2 separate regions of the Sus scrofa genome follow, and region 1 is linked to region 2. The links are chromatin contacts, called in public Hi-C maps. All regions are on one chromosome and are shown on one strand. Each heading gives the region's core, a stretch centred on a gene start, on an enhancer-like site or on the middle of the called end of the contact. The rest is flanking DNA. Distances are from core to core; before and after follow the strand shown.

Region 1 (3,390 bases), core at 714-3,213, 450 kb before region 2:
CACTCTCATGGCTGTTTGGCCTATGACAGTCACTGTCCAGGCAGGAGTCCATGAGGCCAGACCTCAGGAAGCCATCTCTGCTTCCATTCCCTGCACCCCCTCCAATATTTTACTTTGGAAAAAGCAGCCAGGAGAGAAAAGCTCAGGAAGGCTCCCTCCTCCCCAGGGTGCAGCACCGGCCCCCTCCCCATCTCTTTGCATCTCTTAAGTGCCACTGAGCCTGGTGAAGCTGGAAGCAGAATTAAGACACCCACAAAAGTTCATCTGTGGCTTCAGCCCAGCTTCTCTCTCAGGTGTCTGAATAGCAGGACTGTCCTTCCTCACTCCCTCCCACCAGGTCTGCCCTGGCCCACTCACGGGAAGCCTGCCTGACCAAGCTCCCCGACACACTGCCTTTCCCACCCATGGGTGCAGCTATGACACTCAGTCCTGAGCCAGCACCCACTGCCTGCCCGTGGGCCCTGCTTTCCGTGCTCTTTCAAAGCATGGATGCGTGTTCAGTCCTGAAGATCTGGGTCTGGAGTGGCCCAGTGGGTCCCCTTCGCCGAATGGTCTGAGTCTGAGAGGCCTGGGGAGAGCCTTGTGACGCAGGCACTGGGGTGAGGCCGAGGGCCCTAGATGGCTGCAGTGAAGTGCTGAGGAAAATACTTCTCCCGAGTCCGTGATAGAAACTGTTGCAGCCATTTTCCAGACTCCAGAAGGAGGCAGAAGGAGAGAAAGCAGATGGGCCTAGACTTGCCTTGTGGAGTAGATGGGACAGACATCTGCTCAGGGTTCTCTGAAGCCATGACATTTGCATGGGAGCCCATCCGATCACAGCAGCCTTCAGGGGCCCTCCGGCGAGAGTGTCTGTGAAGGTTAAAGCCACATGCTGCTTAGTGGCTGGAGAGGTGCTGTAGAAACCCTGGGCCGTTACATTTTGAGTGGGTGATGTAGAGTGAAGGACATCCACACTGCCTGTCAGCCCATCCAGGCCAGTGGTGGGATCCTCAGGGACAGGCATGGGGTGGTGTAGATGGAACATGGTGTGGGGGCTTCTGGGAGAGACTGGATTTTAAGTGTTGGTCGATCTGGAGCAGTGGGGGTGGGGGGCGAGGATGCAGAGAGGCTGATTATTTATTTATTTATTTATTGGCTTTTTAGGGCTGCATCTGTGGCATATGGATATTCCCATGCTAGGGGTTGAATTGGAGCTATGGCTGCTGGCCTACGCCATAGCCACAGCAATGCCAGAACCGAGCTGTGTCTGCTACCTACACCACAGCTCATGGTAACGCCAGATCCTTAACCCACTGAGTGAGGCCAGGGATTGAACCTGCAACCTCATGGTTTCTAGTCAGATTTGTTTTCGCTGAGCCACGATGGGAACTCCAGAGGCTGATTTTTAAAAGTATCTATTATGCATTTTACTGAACATGATCAAGGGATCAAACCCTATGGGCTCCAGAGGGTCTGGGGCAGGGACCACGTTTGGATCAATTCCTGGTCAGGCATCTGACATACATACTTTGTTCCTGGCCACGTATAGGCTTTCTCATAAAGTCAGAGAACTTGGCTCAAATTTCACCTTGGACATGACCAGCAGCGGGGTTGTGGGCAGATCAGTAAGCTTCTTTGGGGCTCAGTTTCTCCATATGTAAAATGGGCCTTCAGACAATGATGAGGCCTGAATAAGGATGTGCTGGTGCAGAGGAAGTACGGGGTTGCTCAGAGCTGTTACAGATGTGATGGCTGCTGCTGGTACCAAGGAGATAGGAGCCTGCTTTGGGAGGGGAATAAATGGGCTTCTCCCTGAAACAGATGCTGGCTGGTTTGAGGCATTTTGTAGAGCTGCATGCCATCCCTGTGATTCCAGAGTATCTAAATAGAACACGATCCGTGATGGTGAGTCAGCGCCTCCCCTGTCCAGGAGGAAGGTTGTCCAGGTGACCGCGAGAGCCCTCGCAGAGCCACCAACATCAGATCCTTGTGGTCCGGGCACCAGTATGTGTCTCCTGGAAAGGGAGCCTGGCTGCCATGATCTCATCCTGAGCCTCTGGAGGGGGGGAAGATGATGTCACCAGCCGCTGGCAGCTCCTTCTCTCCTTTGGCTCAAACACAAGACAGATGCTCTCTCGGCTGAAACCTGAGCCGGTCCTGCTTGTTCTGGGCTTGCTGAGGAGAGGAAAACGGACCCCTGTCTCTGACGTGCATTCTTCCCGTGTTAGAAAACTGTCACCTCGGCTCCCCATGGTGACATTTGCTCAAGGCTGAGCACACGGGGTCCTTTTAAACTCTGCCCTTTTGTGTCTGTGTGTGTGTGGGGTGGTGGATATCTCTCATTTTCACAGCAGTTCTCAGGGAAGGATGGTCCTGGCATGTTGTGTGGACAAGGTTGACATGTAGCTACAATTAAAAAGGGTAGTAGAGTTAAGTGGGAACAGGGACAGTCCAGCCCAGCACAGGAATCCCTAGAAGCTGGAGGTGCTTGGACATAGGGTTAGCCAAGTTACACAGCTGGGTCATGGCAGGCCACTGGCTGGCCACTGAGTTGTTGGGTCGGGAGGACCCTCATGAAGGCGCTAACTAAGGCTGCAGCGAGGATGGGGCCCTGCTCTTGCTCATCACCCTGACACGGCGCTGAGCCAGGCAGAGGGACGACGCCCCCTAGGAAGTCAGAGTTGAGACAAGCAGGATTGGCCTGTGTGGAGATGGTTGGAATATTGTGTCTGTTCTGGAGTCCTGGGTGAGGCCAGAAAAACGTGGGCTCTGAAATCAGCCTCTCTGGATTTGCTTCCTGCCCCTGGGTGCCCTCAGCGGGTTATTGAACCATCTCCATACCTCTAAAAATCAGAACAGCACCCCCCTCCCCAGAGAGCTGTTATAAGGCCCCAGCGAATAATACTGGTAAGGCTTATCCCAGTGCCTCATATACTGAATCATCAATACACAGAGGCTGTTATTAGTGCCAGGGATGTGGAAGCTAGCTTATATAAGCAAGCCTGGATACACTGATGATTGAAGATGACATTTGAGATGGCGAGGATAAGAAATTGAGTTTTTATTGATTGATTGATTTTTTGCCATGTCCGAGGCACGTGGAGGTTCCAGGGCCAGGGATTGGACCTGAGCCACAGCAGTGACAATGCTGCTGAATCCTTAACCCACTGAGCCACCAGGGAGCTCCACAAACAGGGTTTATAACACATGCTCACCCCCAGGTGGTTGTGGCAGCTTGGATCTGAGGGCGCAGAATCGTGAGGCTGACAGGTGGCTGTGGTTGTGGTGAGCTAAAGGATGGGGTGGGGAGTGGTGGGGTCTGTTCCTTCTGGCTGTCCTCCTGGGGTTGGGTGAAGGACACATGGTCTGGAGAGAAGAGTGGAGAGCCTGAGTGACCATCTCAGAGTCATC
Region 2 (3,554 bases), core at 406-2,905:
AGTATCCATGAGGATGCAGGTTCCATCCCTGGCCTCGATTAGTGCATTGAGGATCCGGCATTGCCGGGAGCTGTGGTGTAGGTCACAGATTCAGCTCAGATCCCAGGTTGCTGTGGCTGTGATATAGGCCAGCAGCTGGAACTCCGATTCGACCCCAAGCCTGGAAACTTCCATATGCCGTGGGTGTGGTCCTAAAAAGCAAAAAAAAAAAAAAAAAAAAAAGGGAAAAGAATAATCTGTATCTGCAAAGCAGAAATCATAATAGTTGCTACCTGATAGGTTATAATGGAGATTAAATGAAGGAAAGGCCAGCAGGTGCTGAGAGCAGGGCCTAGGACAGAATAAGGACTCCACAACGACACAGCATTTCTCTGCCATCTGTGAGAGCATTTTCAAAATCATTTTCAAAATTATTTTCCCATTTCCTTTTTATCAAAGAGTGTCCCCAGCGCCACCAGGCACAGCACCCTGGGTGAGGGGTCTCCATTCTGGATGCCAGTATGGTCAGGTTCTGGTGAAGACCTTCTTCTGGGCAGTAGACTGCTATATTCTTTTCTTTTCTTTTGTTGCCCCAGGCTGCAGGGGCTTGATGTGGGATCTCAGTTCTCAGACCAGGGATTGAACCCAGGCTATAGTGGTGAAAGTGCCAAATCCTAACCACTAGACCACCAGGGAACTCCCAGACTGCTATAGTCCCTTTTTTTTTTTTTTGTCTTTTTAGGGCCGTACCCATGGCATATGGAAGTTCCCAGGCCCAGGGTCAAATCATAGCTGTAACGGATGGCCTGCGCTACAGCCACAGCAACACCAGATCTGAGCTGCTTCTTCAACCTACACCACAGCTCATGGCATTGCCGGATCCTTAACCCACTGAGTGAGGCCAGGAATCAAGCCTGAGTCCTCATGGATACTAGTCAGATTTGTTTCTGCTGAACCACAACAGGAGCTCCAAGCTATATTCTTATTGTGTCCTCACACAGCAGAAAGAGGACCAGAGATGGGGCTTCTCCCATTAGGGCACTAAGCCCATTCATGAGGGTTCTGTCCTTATAACCAAATTAATTCCCGGAGGTCCCAGTTCCTGACACCATCACGTCGGGTGGGGGGGTTAGGATTTCAACATATGAATTTGAGGGGGGGGACATCTGGTCCATAACAATGACAAACAGAGAAAAACTGAAGGCCAAACGGGGACTATGGTGGAGAAGAGAATAGGCAGCTGCTCTTCTTCTGAGCATCCTCGGGTGGGAAGATGGCCCAGTGTGACCAGATCATCCCATTTTCTAGGAGAAGTTGGAAAAATACATGTTTTTTTTTTTTTTTTTTAAATGTGAAAGCCAAGCTCCTGATTTTTAAATCTTGACAAGTAGTTTAAAAACGTAAACACATGTGTGCCAAGTAAAACACACTCTCCAGACTGAATGTGGCCTCTGAGCCTCCAGTCCGTGACCTCTGGAAAGATCTAGAATCCTTTTGCTGCTTGAAGGCATGTTACTGCAGGCAGAAATGCCTTGTCTAAACAAGGAGTACGTCTGGAAACACTGTCGCCTGCCTGACGGGTGGGTGGAGTTGGCTGCCATCTGGACCACGGCCTGTCAGAAGCCACCACCTGCTGCAAGGGATGTGACATTCCATCACCAGGGACAGCGTTCTTGTCTTCGGGCTTGGTCGCCTGGTTAAAAATAGATCGGCCTTGACTGCCTTCTCAGTAACTCTGTTCTTGGTAAAAGCAGCAAGTCTGAAGATAAGGCAGTGAAGTTCAGCCTTCGGAGGGTTTGGTGAAGACCGGGATTCCTGAGTTGGGTGTATCTACAGGCTACCTTGGTGCACTTCATGGTTTGCATTCTGACCCACCCAGGACCCAGAGCTGGCCTCCAATTTACAATCCACTGTTCCCAGCAGATGACCTTCAGGTGGGTCCAAGCAGCAGTTGATAGGGAAGCCCTTGAACTCAGTTCTCTCAAAATCACCCTGAATTTCCACCTGTGGCTATTTGCAAAAAAAGATGACTTTCCTTCGCCCACTGCCCACAGCAACACTGGATCTGAGCCACATCGGTGACCTAAGCTGTGGCAATGCTGAATCCTTAACCCACTGAGTCGGGCCAGGGATCGAACCTGCATCCTCATGGCTCCTAGTCAGGTTCTTAACCTGCTAGGACACAACGGGAATGCCTGTTCAACTTCTTATGAATGCTAAGCAGGTTCTGGAAGACGACAGTCTTGTATACACTCTGAGACTGAACATACCTATGGATCATGGCCAGACCATGTATTAGAAAGAGCTCCGGGACTTCCCGTTGTGACTCAGCAGGTTAAGAACCCAACTAGTATCCATGAGGATGAGGATTCAATTTCTGGCTTCCCTCAGTGGGTTAAAGGATCTGGCATTGCCTTGAGCTGCAGTGTTGGTTGCAGATGCGGCTCAGATCTGGTGTTGCTGTTGCTGTGGCTGTGTCGTAGGCCAGCAGCTACAGCTCTGATTTAACCCCTAGCCTGGGAACTTCCATGAGCCACAGGTGCGGCCCTAAAAACAGAGAAAGAACTTGGACCCAGAGTATGCAACAACCAGCTAAGGAAGCCAAATGACTTCATAGCAGTTGGTCCCAAACTGCCAGGAGGTAGTTAAAACCAATTAGTTTCCCTAACTGTTGTCCCCACTTCCAACTTGGGACCAGAAGAGAAAGCCAGCTATGCATTGCTAATCCACCCCATAGGATGCTGCGACTATGACAGCTAGTTGCTGCCTCCAGCTTTCCCCACTGATGGGCTCCCAGCAGAGCACACCTGGAGCCCCTTTTCTTTTCCTCCAGAAATCTTGCTTCTCCTCCCCACCCCAGCCCTGTCTGCCTTGGTGATGCCAAAAGCAAGTGACCGTGATGGTGGCTGACTCCCTGGCTGGGGTCAGCTCCCACCAAACAGCCTTTGCTTTCTTGTTTAGGTGGTTCACGTCCAGGGCTCACACGCACTCACATACACACAGTTCGGTCGGCTGTTCGGGTCGCTCCAGGTTGATGAAGATGTGCCTGCAGTCTCGCACTAACTGCAGAACCCACTTGGAGGAGGCAGTTCCAAGGAAATTGATGTTCCAACCAGTCCCAGATGAAGGGCAAAGGAGCCCAAGAGATGTTTGAAATCATTGTGTTTTGACCGGAAACTTTATTAACCTGGAGACAATGGGACAATTGTCCCTGAGTGAACAAAGCGAAATGCTCAAGTCTGGGACAAGCAGAGCTGCCCTAATGGCCTAGGCATGGATTTCTGAAGGTCTATGCCAGCGTTGGCAAGAGCAGCCATGGCTGTGAACGGGCTGGGCCATGGACACAGGCAGCCCTGTCACCTCCTCACTGGAGCAAGTCCCAAAGGTTTTTAAGCCTCAGAAAAGGACCCAACTTTCCACCCTCATCAAGTCACCAGACTGACCTTCAAGCCAACTGAAGGAGCATCTTGGGAAGGACAAAGCATTTTCTCATCTCGGAACAAAACGTCACAGAGAGAGAGCTTTAAATACATCATACCTGTATTTTGCAGGGAGAAGCAAACTAAAGTAGAAAT

The links. A called contact is a pair of places that touch in the nucleus more often than the background predicts.
Region 1: a contact with region 2 is called in a Hi-C map of skeletal muscle, with 10 times the contacts expected there. The contact joins two enhancer-like sites. A contact is called at or near these places in 3 of 47 Hi-C or Micro-C datasets (embryonic fibroblasts and skeletal muscle) and 1 of 2 datasets of contacts at active chromatin or transcription factors (skeletal muscle).

What each region holds. Positions count from the first base shown.
Region 1 is chr3:45,480,859-45,484,248 of Sscrofa11.1, reverse strand. The region is part of intron 9 of ACOXL (acyl-coenzyme A oxidase-like protein); the gene reads left to right. Among named protein-coding and RNA genes, the nearest start is that of ACOXL, 81 kb to the left of the region's middle. Within about 2 kb of position 1,963, at least 20 of the 83 cell types and tissues checked have an H3K27ac peak or open chromatin away from gene starts, as enhancers often do. A contact at or near this core is called in skeletal muscle, where this site is marked.
Region 2 is chr3:45,028,037-45,031,590 of Sscrofa11.1, reverse strand. The region is part of intron 4 of LOC106509733 (a long non-coding RNA gene); the gene reads right to left. Among named protein-coding and RNA genes, the nearest start is that of BCL2L11, 170 kb to the left of the region's middle. Within about 2 kb of position 1,655, at least 12 of the 83 cell types and tissues checked have an H3K27ac peak or open chromatin away from gene starts, as enhancers often do. A contact at or near this core is called in skeletal muscle, where this site is marked.